Linked DNA regions of Pan troglodytes: region 2 is linked to region 1. The links are chromatin contacts, called in public Hi-C maps. All regions are on one chromosome and are shown on one strand. Each heading gives the region's core, a stretch centred on a gene start, on an enhancer-like site or on the middle of the called end of the contact. The rest is flanking DNA. Distances are from core to core; before and after follow the strand shown. Region 1 holds the start of NSD1 (nuclear receptor binding SET domain protein 1). Region 2 holds the start of PRELID1 (PRELI domain containing 1).

Evidence for each region. A called contact is a pair of places that touch in the nucleus more often than the background predicts.
Region 2: a Hi-C map of stem cell-derived neural progenitor cells shows a contact between it and region 1, with 2.7 times the contacts expected there. The contact joins the promoter of PRELID1 here to the promoter of NSD1 in region 1. A contact is called at or near these places in 2 of 7 Hi-C or Micro-C datasets (induced pluripotent stem cells and stem cell-derived neural progenitor cells) and 1 of 1 datasets of contacts at active chromatin or transcription factors (stem cell-derived excitatory neurons).

The regions. Positions count from the first base shown.
Region 1 is chr4:174,750,221-174,754,850 of NHGRI_mPanTro3-v2.0_pri, reverse strand. It overlaps NSD1 (nuclear receptor binding SET domain protein 1), which reads right to left and starts at 2,878. Exons shown (of 24, transcript XM_054684820.2): 1 at 2,789-2,878.
Region 2 is chr4:174,923,860-174,927,921 of NHGRI_mPanTro3-v2.0_pri, reverse strand. PRELID1 (PRELI domain containing 1) reads right to left here and starts at 1,505. Exons shown (of 5, transcript NM_001251903.3): 1 at 1,224-1,505; 2 at 452-677. The coding sequence starts at 1,315. RAB24 (RAB24, member RAS oncogene family) reads left to right here and starts at 1,544. Exons shown (of 9, transcript XM_009450225.5): 1 at 1,544-1,894; 2 at 1,981-2,129; 3 at 2,224-2,292; 4 at 2,471-2,549; 5 at 2,656-2,723; 6 at 2,804-2,903; 7 at 3,122-3,172; 8 at 3,313-3,375; 9 at 3,493-3,850. The coding sequence starts at 2,013. The coding sequence ends at 3,557.

The DNA of each region.
Region 1 (4,630 bases), core at 1,629-4,128:
AAAGGCTGCGGGGTCCGAGGGGGGCTCCTGGACCCTGCACAAAAAGGTACCCCCCCCCCCTTCCTGGCTCGCTAGGGCGCAGCGGTCACAATAGCGCTGCACCCTGCGCCCAGCCAGCGCCGGAGCCTTTGCAGCGGCGGTGCGCAGGCCGCAGGCGAGCCGGCCGAGGCGGGTGCACCCCAGAGCTCGCCTTCCTGAATGCAGGCCTGCTGGATCCGCAGCTGCAGGGCCCAGAGGCCTGGACCCGGCAGAGGGAGAAACCGAGGCGGCCAGCGAAGCCCAGTCAGGGTAGCAGCAGCTGCTACAGCTCGAAAAACATGGCTGCTGCCGACGCCGCCGCCGCCTGCCCGGGCCGCGCTCCTTCCCGCAGCCGCGGCAGCACCTCCCAGCCGAGCCGATCGCTCTCATCAATATTCAGCAGCAAGCAAAGTTTGCTGCGGGAGGGCAGCCGGCCCCGCGCCCCGCAGCCTGCTACCTGAGGGGAGGCGGAGGCCGAGGTGTTCGCAGGCGGCCGGCGGGGCACGGGCCGCGCCGGGAGGAAGTTCGCGGCAGCCCGGCCAGCTAGGCCTGAGCCCGGCTGGTAGTGATGGAGGAGGAGGAGGGGGAGGGGGCCGGCGGCTGCAGCGCCGCCGGCCACCAACCCCGCATCGCGCCTGGCCCTCCCCCGAGCCCCTCACCTTACGGCCACCACCATCTTCCCCGCCCGGCCACCCTCCTCCCTCCCTTCTCCTCGCGCCTGCCCGCCGCCCACCCCAGCGCACTAGTTACCGTGCCCCGCGCCCCCTCCCGGGCCAGCTGGGGGGAGGGGGTGACCCTCATTACACTGGGGTGCGAGCGGAGCGGTGGGGAGAGAGCGGGGCCGCTCGCCGCACCCCCCTCCCCCCCGCGTCTCTCTTCAGGGGAGAAGGCAGCGAGCGCGACCTGCCCCGGCCTATTCCGCCGCCGCCTCCTCCTCCTCACACCCCCACCGCGCGCGCCCCCGCGGCCGCGCGTGCGACCGAGCGCCTCGCGCCGGCCCGCGTGCGGCTGGGCCCGGAGTGCGCGCGCACCCCTTCCCCCACCGAGCGCGCGCGTTCCCTTCCCTCACTCTTCGGGGTTCAGGGCGGGTGAAGTCGGGCTTGTGAGAGCGCCGCCCAATCAGCGGAGCTGCCGCTGCCGCCCCCTCCCCTCCCCCTGCGCGCCCGCTCGCGGCCGGGGCCTACGGGCCGGCCCGGCTGCCCGGGCGGGGCCTGAGGCGGGCTCCCCAGGGGCCTCGCGCGCCTCCTTGGAGTGTCGGGGCCTGCGGGCGTCGTGGGTGGCATTCCGATCCCCTCACCTACCTCGGGGCACGGCGCTGGCCTCGGGCCGCACACGGCTCCCGCACCCTACGCGTCTCGAACCCCAACCCAGGCGGCACCTGGCGCGGCTGAGGCCTGTCCGATCGTCCCGCCAGCCCTGCTCGGGCCCGCGTCAGTCCCGGCCTCCATCTTAGGTTACAGCCCAGGCTCCCCATCCACTGGGCACCTGCCCTCAGCCCGCTGGGTTCGGCCCGAGGCCAAGGCAACCCCCCTCCTGCCGCAGGGCTCACCTGGGGGCTTGGGCTGGGGTCTTCGAGGCCTCAGGCCCCGAGCAGACGCGGCCGCAGGTGAACCCCCCTACCCGGCCGCACCCCAAACCCACACCACCACCACCACCACCACCACAGACCAAGCTGAGCAGGAAACAAAATGGAGGCAGCAGCTCGGGTCTGCCTCCCTGAGCCAAGCCTGTGCAGCCCCAGGGCTCCCTCCTGTCTCAGGCTCGACGCCCGCGAGGCAGAGGCTGGATCGTCCCGGGTGCCGCGGGCAGCCGCCCTACAGCAGCGCAGACGGGCCGGGGACTCGGCCCTGCGGTGCCCACAGCCCCTCACCCACCACCCCTTCCCTTCCCCCTCCCCCCATCCCTCTCCCTCCCCTTGCCGGGCCGTGCGGGGTGAGCGGCTCTGGGGAGCCGGGTCGGGTTACCCGCCCGGGCACTGCTCGCCCGGCCGTGGCCTCCGCGGGGGAACGAAGCCAGGCGACCCCAGCGCTGAGCCCACCCCCGGCACCGAGCCGGGCAGCAGCCTGACAGCGCGTCCGCACCTCGGCCTGCAGCCGTGCGGCCCCCGCCCAGGGAGGCCGAGTCCCCAGCCCGGGCCCAGCCGGGACGAAGCTCCCTCACCACCCCCGAGCCCAAGGGTCCTCGCAGCCTCGGGCGGGGCGAGGGGAACGCCGGGGGAGGGGGTCCTCTAGTCCCTGCACCGCCTCCCGCGCCTAGTCAAGGTCTGGGCCTGGCACGGGGGCTCGGGCAGCGGGCGCCGGCCGGCGTGGGTATGTGCGTGCGCGCCGGGCTGGGGGCCGGGACGGGACGGGCCGCGCCTCGCACCGCGGACGCTGCAGTTCTCGGCACCCAGGCAGATGGCCCTCTCGTGCCACCGCCGCCCAGAGCGGGCCGCCTGCTCCGCAGCCCGGTTCCCCGGGGAGTGCGCGCCTCGCCCCTGAGGGCCGGGCATCTGGACCCCAGCGGAGCTGCGCCGGGACACGGGACCGCCCGGCTGGCCGGGACAAGCCCGCTGGCGCAGCCCTCGGCCTGGGGCCTCACGGCCTGCATCCTGCACCGGGCCCGCAGCACCGACTCTAGCACGACCGCGTGGCGTCCAATCCCCCAAGACAGCGGAAGGGCGGGACAGGGAGCCCAAGCTGGGCCTGAACTTGCGACTCCAGCCCCTCGGGCCCTTCCCCCAGCCCGGACTCCGTCGCCCCCTGGGCTTGATCCCCACCAAGAAGCTCACCTCACGAGTTACCTGGTCCCTAGGGCGCTAAGCGCCTTCTCGCTGTTCAGAGAAAGCCGGATCCCGCCGCCATAAAAATTCCGCCTCCTCCAGAAAGCCTTCTGTGATTAGATTTGGAGTTAACTCCATCTCAAGCTGAGGGCACCGCCCTCGAGGGCCACGTGACTACTATTCTTCCCATGGCTTAGTAAATGTGCATAGTTATTGCCCCAGTGGACTGTTTACTCACTGCCTTCTGTTAACTTTGAGCCCACCTGGGAGAAAGGCCATTTTTGGCGTTGCCCTGTGTGACATTAGTGCTGGCCAGCTAAACTCCATCCTTCCCCTGCCTTCACCCAGCGACTGGCCCAGCAGGCGTGGAGCTCGAGATGCTCTTACCCTTTTGCTCTCCAAGGCCCACAGTCCAGTGATGGAGGCTCCCAAGTCAACAGGCCCTTAGCACATGTCTGCAAGTGCCGGATGCAGACCCTGCCAAGACAGCAAGTGGGCTTTGTTAGAGGGAAAGTGCCCACTGGAACGGGACTGATGAGAGGGCTGTGACCTCAGGGAGGCTCCTTCTGTTGAAGAGTCTGAGGTACCCTGAAGATTCTCAGGTGCAAAGTCAGGTTGGTAGTTGTCTATGTGCTGGGACCAACCAGAGAAAAGTCGAGTCTATACCTACAAGGGCCAGCTCTTTGTTCTGCTAGGGTCACTCACCCTGCTAATCCCATCTGGGCAATTCGACTCAACAGGCAAGCTCTGACTGGTTCCTTTTTCACACCTAATAATTTGAGCCAATCATTTTGACTGACAATTACTCCTCTGCCAATTGCCCCAATTCATCAATGTTCCTCCCAGTCCTTTACTTTGCCACTAACCATCCTGAGGGCCTGAGACCTGCCTTGAACTAGTCACTTAACAGTCCTGAGCCTCAGTTTCCCCATCTGCAACTTCCAATGCACAGCACTGGCTGCGAAGCTTCTGTAAGGTACAGGTCTAAGTGTTAGCAGCCTGCACTCAGACTTAGTTACAGGCTGAGCACTTGATGAGTGCTGAAATGTAATTCATCGCTTCATTCAGCAACCATTTCCTGCATTCCAGGCAGTGTGCTGAGTGCTGGGGAAACAAAAGATGAGATCCTGGCCTCGGGAAAAGACAGTTAAATAAAGGTGCTAAGGTGTGAAAATAGGGTTGAGACAACAGTTTCTTCCAAAGCTCACCTCTGAACAACACTGCCCTGCAGAACCCCTCTCTCCCACCTCCCAGCTCCTCTGGAAGACTGAGGGCCAAAAGGAGATTGGCAGCTGGGGATGAACTGCTTGCTGACAGGTCTGGGGGAGAAGACCAGGACCCCAGGGAAAACCTCTCAGACTTCTCTGGGATAACCCCTGAGGGCCTTACCTGCCTCTTAGAGTAAAACTTGGCCACAGAGGTCTCAATCACAGCCGACCCATCTCCAGCCTCCCCATCTGGCAGGCCCTGGCCAAGCATCTCATGTGTGCCAGCACTAGGTTGAGAAGATCCACAGCGCCATAGATTCTCACAAGGACACTGACTCCTTGAGTGGGGGCAGAAGGGAGAGGACTGTGTCCCTGTAGGGTGGGGGCCTGGGATGTACACTCAGCTCTCCTCTGGCTGGTTGTCTCAATCCAGGGACCTTTTCTGGGCCTGTGACTCCCATCCTTAGGACTGAGATAAGAATCGGTAAACACTTGCTGGGTCTGTACTAGTGTACTGGACACTGTCCTGGGCACTTCACATACAGTCGTTCCTATGACCCTTCACCAGCCCTACGAAGAATTGAGGCCCAAGAGACTAAGCCCTCATGCAAGGTGTCAGCACCTTAACTCTCACCTGGTATGA
Region 2 (4,062 bases), core at 256-2,755, 170 kb before region 1:
CCAGGAGGTGGCAGTGGCAGTGAGGTGAGATCATGTCACTACACTCCAACCTGGGTGAGACTCTTGTCACCAGAAAAAAACAAAAAACAGAAAAAAAAAAAAGAAAAGCGCTGCCTCCGCCACTCAGCATCACTCCTGTGAGTCCAACATATATCTGTGCCATAGATGCCAGATGGGAGCGCTTTGCATTTAGAACTTAGGACAACTCCGTAAGATAGGTACCCCTCCCCCACTGTATGAATGAGTCAAAAGACAGGTCCAGAGAGGATGACCAGCTGAAAAGAAGAAAACCTGAGGTCATACTCTACAGCTGTCAACCCTCAGTAACCCAGACCTGCCTCCGGCCACAAAAGCTGCCTTATGGCTCTCTAGCCACATGTATCTGAGGAGCTCTCTATCTCGGGGGGAGGGGAGAGGGGGAGGTGCAGAATCACCACAGGAGGTGTCTCACCATCAGCCGGGCGTGGTTGATGTTCCAGGTGAAGGTAGTCATGGTCTGATTCTGTGGGTCCACAATAGAGTCCTCCAGGATGTACACCGAGTGAGCAACATTGGCAGGAAATAGTCGCTCGGCCCAGCGTGGCATCCTGTTGGTCTTGGTCAGGAGTCGCCGGGACAGCAGTTTCTGGTCAGGGGTCACCTCCCGGTGTACTATGTCTTCCGTCAAGACATGTTTGCTGCAGGTGTCAGGGTGAAGGTGACCCTCAGAAGCTTGCCCCTAAGAGACTGCCCGAGGGGATTCCCATTTGGAGGCTCCGGGCCTAGAGAGGCCACGCCTTCCTGTAACCTTGCAGGGTGGTATGTGCTATGGTTCAAACCAGAGTTAAGGGCCCATCCCAGGGCAAATTCCAACTCCCGCCATCTGACTGACCTGGATTCCTGCCTTCTAGCAGGAATGGACCTCATGATTTATTGCACCCCAGGAAAGCGCCACGGGCAGAGAAATAGGATTTCCAACTCCAAGATCCCTCCCAACTCCCATACTGCCGCCTCTTCTTGTCTCACCACACTGAGAAAAGAATCTTGCACTAAGGTCTCAAGTAAACCACCGCCCAGGCTCAACCTCCCTTCAGGACCTTGCAGGCCTGGCCTGGCCGCTTCCCCGATAAGGTCTACCTAGGATTCGATATCGAGTCTTCCTGGTCCCAGTACTTGGGGATTACCCATAATTCGATCTCCAGATAGCGAGATGGCGAAGTTTTGCTCTTCCAAATGCCACGTACCTATAGGGATTCGGGTACCGCTGCCAGAAGGCGGCGAACACTTGGTCCCAGGAACTCCGGAGCACGCTCTGGCCCAGGAAATACTTCACCATCGTCCCGGCCGAAGCGGGCTCAGCACCCGCGCAGCATCAGGGGTGCGGAGCCTGGGAGGCACGCGGGGGCCGGGCCGGGCCGGGGCTCGGCGCACACCCGCCGCCAGGCTCGTAGCTCAGTCACCACCGCACCGCGCCCAAGCAGCTGCCGCCGCCGCCGCCATGAGTTGTCCGGCCGCGCGCCACTTCCGGCGCAGGCGCAGCCACACAGTAGCCACCGCTTCCGGCGCCCGCGCCACGTGACCTTGCGGCCCCGCCCCCTCGCCCTCTCGCCCCCTCCCGCGGGAGTCGCGGCGCTGCGGGTAGGAGCCGGGTTGCGGGAGACCCCAGGTTCGGTTGGGATTCCCAGCCAGAACGGAGCTTAAGCCGGGCAGGCGAGCGAATGACGGAGTAGCGAGCTGCACGGCGGCGTGCTGCGCTGTTGAGGACGCTGTCCCGCGCGCTCCCAGGCCGCCCCGGGGCTTGGGGTCTTCGAAGGATAATCGGCGCCCGGGGCCGAACAGCGGGGGCACACGGGGCGCTGCCGAAGTGCAAGGCCACGGCCAGAGCTCGAGCCCGACGCGCTGTCTGGAGTCGTAGGTTGGCGCCGTTTGGGGTCGGGGTCTGAGGCTTGGGCGCTGCCTGGGCCGAGCGGAGATCGGGGTTTGCCTCCCGTCCCCGCTCAGGACCCTGACGTGGCTGAAGCGGCCCCGGGAGCATGAGCGGGCAGCGCGTGGACGTCAAGGTGGTGATGCTGGGCAAGGAGTACGTGGGCAAGACTAGCCTGGTGGAGCGCTACGTGCACGACCGCTTTCTGGTGGGGCCTTATCAGAACGTGAGTGCATCCGGAGGGGCCAGGCACGGTGGGCGGGGGAGTGGGGGGCCGGTAATCTGCACCTATGGCCCCGATCTCTTCCCTCTCGTTGCAGACCATCGGGGCCGCCTTCGTGGCCAAGGTGATGTCGGTCGGAGACCGGACTGTGACATTAGGTATTTGGGTAAGTCCCCTGGCCATCTATTCTTGGGAGACTCATTCCTGAGGAGGTGTAGGTCCTGCCTATTACTGGTTGATTTGTGGCCTCACAGACCCATTTCTCATAGACCCGTTTCCTTATCTGGAAAATAGCGGGGTCTGGAGAACGTGGCCTCAAGTTTGACTCAAGCCTTACTCTTTAGGACACAGCAGGCTCTGAGCGCTATGAGGCCATGAGTAGAATCTACTATCGGGGTGCCAAGGCTGCCATCGTCTGCTATGGTAAGGGGGGGGGGGTTTGGGTTGTCTCACAAGAAAAGATGGGTGCCAGGCTAGCCAGAGAACAGCCCTTGACCACTTGGTTGTCTCCTGCATGCCGCACACCAAGACCTCACAGACAGCAGCAGCTTTGAGCGAGCAAAGTTCTGGGTGAAGGAACTGCGCAGCCTAGAGGAGGTAGGTGAACAGACCTCACTAGAACACTAGGGGCTGGGGTTTTGTTGGCCTGTGGAGGTGACCCTTGTCTTCTGCCTCAGGGTTGCCAAATCTACTTATGTGGCACCAAGAGTGACCTGCTGGAAGAAGACCGGAGGCGTCGACGTGTGGACTTCCACGACGTCCAGGACTATGCAGACAGTAGCTGCTCCTCAGCCCTTTGGGGGGTGGGGGTGTGTGGCTGTCTGGGTGGATCAAAGAAAATAGGGACTGCCTTGGCTGCCAGGGCAAGGTGCTCTAGGAGGTCTTCCTGGCCTCCTTGAACTGTGGGGTCCAGGAGACTCCCTGAACTGCTAGCCCTCCCTTTTGTCTGTTTATCTAATTCTCAGGTATGAGGCTTTAGTCACTTCTCTTTACAGATATCAAAGCTCAGCTTTTTGAAACATCCAGCAAGACAGGCCAGAGTGTGGGTGAGTGCTGTGCTGGAGCCTCACAGCAGGAACATGCAGGGGCACCAGAGGAAGCTGAATAGGGCACAGAGGGCTGGGTCACTGGGAGATCCCAGGGCTACTGGCATTGGGCCCTCGCTGATCATCATTTTTCCTGCCAGACGAGCTCTTCCAGAAAGTGGCAGAGGATTACGTCAGTGTGGCTGCCTTCCAGGTGATGACAGGTGTGTGCTTCCCCAGCCTTTATGGAGACTTACTCTAGGCCCACAGCATCTAGCCCCTTTCCTGAGTTACCTGATCCCAACAGAATGGTGCTGAGCTGCCACCTCTCTCTTTGACAGAGGACAAGGGCGTGGATCTGGGCCAGAAGCCAAACCCCTACTTCTACAGCTGTTGTCATCACTGAGTCAGCACTCACCTGGCCTGGGGGAATTAAAGGAATTCCCCGTAAGGGCTGGACCCAGCTCCTTTCTGGGCTTGGGTAGTCAAATGTCTGAGCTACCCCAGGTCCTCATGTCAGCAGAGTGGCGCCTGCCTGTGCTGGCCCATGGAACGGAGACAGCATTGGGCTGACTGTGGGCATGAGGAGGGATAAGGGCTGATTTGGACCCCAGGCTTCTGCCCTGGACAGCACTTGTGTCTGCAGATTATTTAAGTGGCTTTTGATCTGTAAATAAAATCAATGCACTGTGAATCACACCCAGCCCCTTTCCCTGCTGTGTGGATTAGGTGTCAAGACACCTAGTTCTTTCTGGGGCCACCCGGCTGGCCTCACTGCTTATATTAAGGCTCCTCCCAACTCTCATTTTCCTTTGGAAAACAAGACTTTTTTCCCCATGGTTACCGCTGAGATACTGGGGCTGTAGTAGTACAAAAGCTCACAGTTCCTTCTGAGTGCTGAAAAGAGTACA